2 separate regions of the Mus musculus genome follow, and region 2 is linked to region 1. The links are chromatin contacts, called in public HiChIP or PLAC-seq maps. All regions are on one chromosome and are shown on one strand. Each heading gives the region's core, a stretch centred on a gene start, on an enhancer-like site or on the middle of the called end of the contact. The rest is flanking DNA. Distances are from core to core; before and after follow the strand shown.

Region 1 (3,474 bases), core at 793-3,292:
GTGGCTAAACTTCACTAGCTTCTGCTGTGGGTGTGGCTCAGTACACAGAGGGACTGTGGCTCAGTACACAGAGGAACTGTACAGAACTCATAACTCCCTGCTTTAATTCCAAGAAGTAAAAAAAAAAAAAAATAACTAAATGACATGAACAAATAAATACATTTTACTAAATTCTAAGTATGTGGGCTTTCCTCAGCCTATATCCCTGGCACCCTGTATAACATATGCCACCATTCTTAGATTTCCTAAGGGAGTGAAGGCATACAGCTGCTAAGTAGCAGCAATAGATTCAGTGTAAAAGCACAGGGAGCCTAAAATAGGACACATGATAGGATTCATGGCAGCACTAACAGCCTTCCTTCATTGCCTGAGTGGGAAAATAAACAGTGTTTAAATGTGACAGTCAGCAGCAAGTGACATTAATTTTGTCCATGATCAGAAAAGCTGAAGCGTATTCTGATACAAGGACCTGAAGTGGAGCCAGTGCTTCATCGCTCACCCAGTTCTTCAGGGAGAAGGCAGAGGGGTTGCATGCTTCAGACCACAAAGGCCACATAGCAAGATCTTGTCTAAAACATAAAAATACAAATCTCTTCTTGAGGGACTTAGATTTATCAAAGCCTGAGCAGTATTTGTTCAGGGCTTCTGCACTGTCGGCCCTGAAACACACGAATGCTCTTGACGGGCACTCTAGTGCAATGAGGTTAGCTTGAGAGAACTCAATCCACCTTCCCTCTTTACAGCAAAGCAATGTGGGGTCTGGAGAAAGTAAGCCACTTCCCATTATGTCATTTATGGACCAAAGCAGCAAGGTTGTTTTTAAAATCATTTTGTGCCACTATAGGCACTCAATCATGTACCCACACTTGTACTACTGCAGGCAATCATGTACACACATCTGTGCCACTGCAGGCAATCATGTACACACACCTGTGCCACTGCAGGCAATCATGTACACACACCTGTGCCACTGCAGGCAATCAATCATGAACACACACCTGTGTCGCTATAGGCAATTACATATATATATGCTTACATTAGAGTGCTTGAAAAATATATTCCTAAGACTGCTTGCCTCGTCAGAGGGCTCAACAGATATAAAGCCTGACAACACAAGTTCCATCCCTGAGACTCAAAACAAAACAAATCAAATCCCAAATCTCACAGTTGTTCTCTGATCTCCACACCATGACAAGTGCTTGTGGCCACTCAAACACACATAGCACACACAGGCACATACAAGAAGCATAAACACAAAACAGTAATGCCACCGAAAGTACTGAATTAATGGCTCTACTTCTAGATACGTCCAACAGGACTGACGCACATATGAGCACATATAGGCTAGCAGCACACATAAGACTTGCACAGGTTCAAGCCAGAAAAGGTCTCACCCCTAACCAAGAAGCTATTTGCAATCGACAAGGGGAAAAATCAATTTTCTCCAACGGTGTGTCACTGGGTGTATCATGATACTTCAGGGCAGAGTATGTGCTCAGGAGCAGCTGGCCAACACACACACACACACACACACACACACACACACACACACACAAAATCAATGATATTTTTGTGGACTTTTTCTTGTTTTGGGATATTACTGGTGGTCTTCTGCTTGTTTGTTTTGATGTTCCTGTGAGTTTTTTCCTTTTTCTTTGGAGATGGATAGAGAAATGGGAAGAGGGAGACAGGGAGAATCCGGCTGACAGTGAGTAAGAACACAGTTTAGTATGTAGGGAAGTTGAGAGGATCTTGGAGGAATTGGTGGAGAAAAATGATCAAAATACATTGTATGTACAAACAATATGTACAAAAAAATTACTGAATAACAAACACTTTTGGGGGCAAGGGATGTAAGTCAGTGGTCTTGCATTCATGAAGCCCTGAGTTTGAATCTCAGAACCAACCACAAAACAAGCAACACAAAACCAGTTTTGTTTTAAATAGATTTTTCATTGTTTTCTGAGAAGGGCTAGAAAGAAGCTGAAAGTCACAGAGGCGGGTCCTCAGCAGTGGAGTGGACTTTCATCTCTGCACTGTGGCTGGCCTGGCTGAAACCACCCACGTCCCTCCTAACGGCAGGCACTAGATGAGGAATTGCAATGCCAAAGGACAGAACTACGGGGGACAGGATATCCGCCAGGTTATTTTCTCCCACTCTGACACTGTAATAGATGTCTGCTATCTTTATCAATGGAGAAAGTGATATCTACTTGTATGCTTGAGTAACTATTCAGAACTTTTCATAGTTTGCCACGAAAAAGTTTCTTAGGACTTGGTCAGCCCTGAAAAATACAAGGGCCCGAGTTCAGTCCCTAGAACACCCATTTAAAAAACTGGGTACGGTGACACAGGCTTGTAATCCCTGGATCTTGGTGACCAGCCAGCCCAGTCTACTTGGTAAGCTGGTTGGTCTGATTATGGGGAGGGCCTGTGGGCTCCACCCCAACAGATATTAAAACCTTTCCCCAAACCTCAACTAGGTGGCTTGAGATTTCAAATTTCCTTTGAGAAACTCAAACACATTCTTTAGCAGCCTACAACTTTTTTCTTATTTAAAAAGTCTTCCATGCTTCATGCTAAATGTGCCATGTCCTGGTATATCAAGATTTGCATGACTCTAACTGTTACTTCCATCCTATTGTAGCGGGATCTCTGTGCCTGGAACAGAACAAGATGAAGATGTTTTTGTATCTTGGACTTTGCAGAACATACAGTTTGTTCTCTGCTCAAAAGAAACACTGTTACTATAGATTGCTATTTTGTATAGGGCACATTAAATCAAAGTGGTAAAGTGAGGTTTTCCTATTGGTTCATTCTATCTGATACACTTAAACAGAGAACAGAGAGAGAGAGAGAGACAGTTCAGCACACAGCAAGATTTTCAGGTCTCCCAAGTGCAACAATACACAAGAAGCATGACTGATTGGCTACAGGACTGCTCAGTGGAAAACCATGTGCTTTAGTTTGTATGCAGGAGGCCATGGGATGATTCCTAGCACAAAGACAATTCAAGCCTGTAACAGGAGACTGAGACAGAAGGACCTTTGAATTTACAGGCTAGTTTGGGCTACATAGTGATACTGTCACAAGACCAAAATAGAAAAAGAAACCTGACTAATTGCACTCATAGATCCTAAAATCTAAAATGCGCTAGTAGCAAACTAGACTGTATGCTGTAACAGCCAATACAAGCAAATCAGTATCAATAAGTGACCAGAGATGAAGGACAGGGATTTGCAGGTGACTTGACTTCCTTTCGCTTTTTCTGTAGTGAGTGTCACTAGCATTACCTGGATGCAGTGATTATCAAAGTTTCAGACTGCTGGAGTCAGCTTAACAGACAGTTGTGCTAATAATTCCAGGTGGAACATTTTACAAGTTAGGCAAATAATGTAGTGTATACTTGGTCCCAAGTCCATTCCCCAAACCAGAGATTTGGTTTCAACTTGTAGGGCTTCCAGCTCCAGTCCC
Region 2 (3,707 bases), core at 1,123-3,622, 650 kb after region 1:
ATGTACCTCAGATGTATCATTGAAAATTCTTCAACTGACAGATTATAGTTGATTACCAAATAAAGGAAAATACCCCAGATGCATAAATTACCTTGAGAAAATATAAGAAACATAAAATCCAAAGCAACATGACTCCTCCAAAAATTACTAATCCTCTAGTGATGTAATCTAGCTACCCTGAAATCCCAGACAGATCATTCAAAGAAATTATTATAAGTATTTCCTATGAAATAAAATAAGGAAAATAAGCTCTCAGTAAGAACACAAACAGCTGAAGGAAATTTTGAAGGTGAGGTGAGATATGAAAGAAGAATCAATAAATACACAGAAATCTGAAGACAAACCAATCTGAATGATTGGAAACCCTACAGAAAGTCTTTGCAGTAGAATGGATCAAGGAAAGCATCAAATAACTGAAGACAGAGCGGAGGATCTGGAACTATCACACAAGAACAGAGATAAAATCCTAAGGAGGTACTGGGGAATTCCAAAATTTACAAAATACTCTGAAAACACCAATTGAACAAAAATTAGGTGCTGAAGGAGAAGAATCTTGTTCAATATCACAGAAATCATTTTCAAAAGCATCACAATGGGAATATTCACAGAGTTACAGAGACAGAAACAAATTCAGATACACAAAGCTTTATGACATCAAGCAGACAAGGCCAGAAAGGAACCTTCCATCTCAGACTATAAGTAAAACATTAAATACAAAGAAACAAATATTAGGAACAAAGAAAGCATGTTGAAAGAAACAAAGACAAAACACCAAGTCACATAGTAAGACAAATCATCAGAATAACAGAAGACTTGTCAATGGAAGCGTTACTTGTTGTCTCTAAGAAATGTGCCTCACCATAAAAGATGGGTTTTTACTTAGGGTAAAAAATGGAAATATCACTTTATGGACTAAATGACATCTACAGGCCATTATATTATATCCAAACACCACAGAAAATACATTCTCTACAGTCCATGTGACTGTTTTGTTTTGTTTTGTTTTGTTTGTTTTTTGTTTTTCAAGATGGGGTTTCTCTGTATAGCCCTGGCTGTCCTGAAACTCACTGTGTAGACCAGGCTGGCCTCAAACTCAGAAATCCACATGCTTCTACCTCCCAAGTGCTGGGATTAAAGGCATGCGCCACCACGCCAGGCCCATGTTACTTTCTATAAGCTAGATCATATTTTAGAACCCAAAGGAAGTCCCAATAAATACAGGAAAATTAGAATAACGTAATGAATTCTGTGTGATCACAATGGAGTAAGACTAAAATCTACAGAAAGAGAAACCCCAGAGCATAGGCAAACTCAAGCCAACTCACTGCTACATGATGAATGGAAGAAATCAAGAATTACTTTTTAAAAAGTTCCTAGAATCAAATGAAATCACCACATACCAAAACCTTTGGGATACAATGAAAGCAGTCCTAGGAGGAAGGTTTATAATTCTAAGTGCCTGTTTTAAGATCCCAGCGAAATCTCAGACAAATAACTTGATAATATATGTTGGTGTTGTGGTAAAGGTAGGGTAGATCAAACCTAAACCAGTAGATAGAGAGAAATGATTAAGATTAGGGCAGAAATCTACGTAGTGGAAAAAGGAGCAAAAGTTTGTGCAGTGGAAACCACAACAGCAGAAACAAAAATACAAAGATCAGTAAACAGAGTTGGTTATTTGAAGAGATAAACAAGATTGACAAATCCTTATCTGAAGCAACCAAAATAAGGAGAGTGAAGACTGAAATTAACCTAATTAGGACTAAAAATGAAGCCATTACAACACATAGCAATGAAGTTCAGAAAATCATTAGGCTTGTGCCTTAAAAACCTGTATCTACTAAATTTAAAAAGTCTAACGAAAATGGATATGAATTTCTAAATGCTGAGAGTCTGCCAAAGTTAAATCAAAATGAGATGGATACTTTAAACAGGTATGTAATGAGCAGTGAGCTTGAAGCAGTATTAAAAAAAAAAAAAATCTCTGTACCATCATCGAAAACAGTTCAGGCCCAGAAGGATTCAGGGATGAAGTTCACCAGATCTGCATAGAACTAACACCAGTGCTTCTCAAAGTATTTTGTAAAGTACAAAGGAACATTACCAAATTCAGGGAAGTTAGGTACTAATACAAAAACTAATAAAGATGCAATAGAATTTAAATACAAAATTAGTAGCCTTCCTATATATCAATGAAAAAAATATATTGAGAAGAAAAATCAAGAAAACAACTTGTGCTTTTTGTCATCTTGACATAAGCTAGGGTGGTTTGGGAAGCGAGAAAGTCAATTTAGGGATTACCACCATCTGATTAGCTTGGGTACAAGTCTGTGAGGGCATTTCCTTGATCAAAGATTAACGAGGATGAATGAGGGCAGGCCCAGTCTGAGCATAAAATAATACTGCTGGAGATAGAGCCACAGTAATGAATAAAAACAAGGTGTGCTGGCACAATGACAGACACATTGATCAATAGTATGAAATGGAGAATGCAGATACAAAGCCGTGCCACGTCAAGCCCTGGATTTGGTAAAGAGGTCACCAGCACACATCAGGGAAAAGACAGTATTGTCAACATATGGCTCTGGGGAAATCTGGAATTTGTATGGGTAGCATTTGATCCTTATCTCTCATACTGCACAAACATCAACTCTAAATGGGTCAAGAGCCTCAAAGTGAGAACTGAACCTCTGCAACTGTTACAGAAAAAAAAGTAGGAAGTAACTTTAAAATATAGGCACAGGTAAGGCCATTCTGAAGAGGACTCTATCCCTTAGAAAATAAATCCAATAATCAACACAGGGGACCTTAGGAAATTAAAAGACAGCAAAAGAAACTGTCAACTCAGAGAAAAGGAAGCCTCCAGCAAGTAAGAACATCTGGCAGGAATGCAACAGAGGATTAGTATTTAGAATACACAAAGAACTCAAGAAAACAAAAGATCAAGAAAATGATCCAATAAAAAAGGGAGCGGGTATGGAATTGAGCAGAGAGCTGTCAAATACAAATGCCTGGCAAATGTTTTTCAATATGTTCAACATCATTAGCCATCTAAGATATGCAAATTAAAACTATTTTGAGATTCCATTCACCTTAACCAAAATGGTTAGAATCAAGAAAACAAGTGTCAATAAATGCTTGTAAGAATGTAAGAGAGAGAAACCCTGTCTCGAAAAACAAAAACAAACAACAACAACAAAAAGAATGTAAGAGTGGGTTCCTGTTTAAGCAACACCCTGGCAAACAAGTGCTGACAGCCTGGCAACAAAGCATCAAGAGCCTGGCGTGGCGGGGGATGGGCCTTCATAAGCTCAGACTCTTAGTAAACTCTGGGGCCTTGATCAGTAAAAAAAAAAAAAAAAAAAATTAAGAGTCAGCTAACCTTATCCATTGTTACAAACATGGAACTCACTCTGGTGCTTTCTTTCTTTCTTTCTCTCCTTCTTTCTTTCTTTCTTTCTTTTTTTTCTTTCTTTCTTTCTTCCTTCCTTCCTTCCTTTCTTTCTTTCTTTCTTTCTTTCTTTCTTGCTTTCTTTCTCTCCTTCTTTCTTTCTTTCTCTCCTTCTTTCTTTCTTTCTTTCTTTCTTCCTTCCTTCCTTTCTTTTTTTTTTTTTTTTTTTTTTTTGTTTTGTTTTTCGAGACAGGGATTCTCTGTATAGCCCTGGCTGTCCTGGAACTCACTTTGTAGACCAGGCTGGCCTCGAACT

The links. HiChIP or PLAC-seq counts read pairs in DNA pulled down with a chosen protein or histone mark.
Region 2: a contact with region 1 is called in an H3K27ac HiChIP or PLAC-seq map of hepatocytes, with 6 times the contacts expected there. The contact joins two enhancer-like sites. A contact is called at or near these places in 13 of 39 promoter capture datasets (the 3T3-L1 cell line, 3T3-L1-derived adipocytes, cranial neural crest and 7 more), 1 of 15 datasets of contacts at CTCF or cohesin (the NIH/3T3 cell line), 10 of 484 Hi-C or Micro-C datasets (the AML12 cell line, the C2C12 cell line, the N1E-115 cell line and 6 more) and 3 of 115 datasets of contacts at active chromatin or transcription factors (cardiomyocytes, hepatocytes and pancreatic cancer cells).

The regions. Positions count from the first base shown.
Region 1 is chr6:56,904,254-56,907,727 of GRCm38.p6, forward strand. The region is part of intron 1 of Nt5c3 (5'-nucleotidase, cytosolic III); the gene reads right to left. Among named protein-coding and RNA genes, the nearest start is that of Nt5c3, 18 kb to the right of the region's middle. Within about 2 kb of position 2,043, at least 22 of the 459 cell types and tissues checked have an H3K27ac peak or open chromatin away from gene starts, as enhancers often do. A contact at or near this core is called in hepatocytes and liver, where this site is marked.
Region 2 is chr6:57,555,544-57,559,250 of GRCm38.p6, forward strand. No RefSeq gene overlaps it. Among named protein-coding and RNA genes, the nearest start is that of Ppm1k, 22 kb to the left of the region's middle. Within about 2 kb of position 2,373, at least 3 of the 459 cell types and tissues checked have an H3K27ac peak or open chromatin away from gene starts, as enhancers often do. A contact at or near this core is called in hepatocytes and liver, where this site is marked.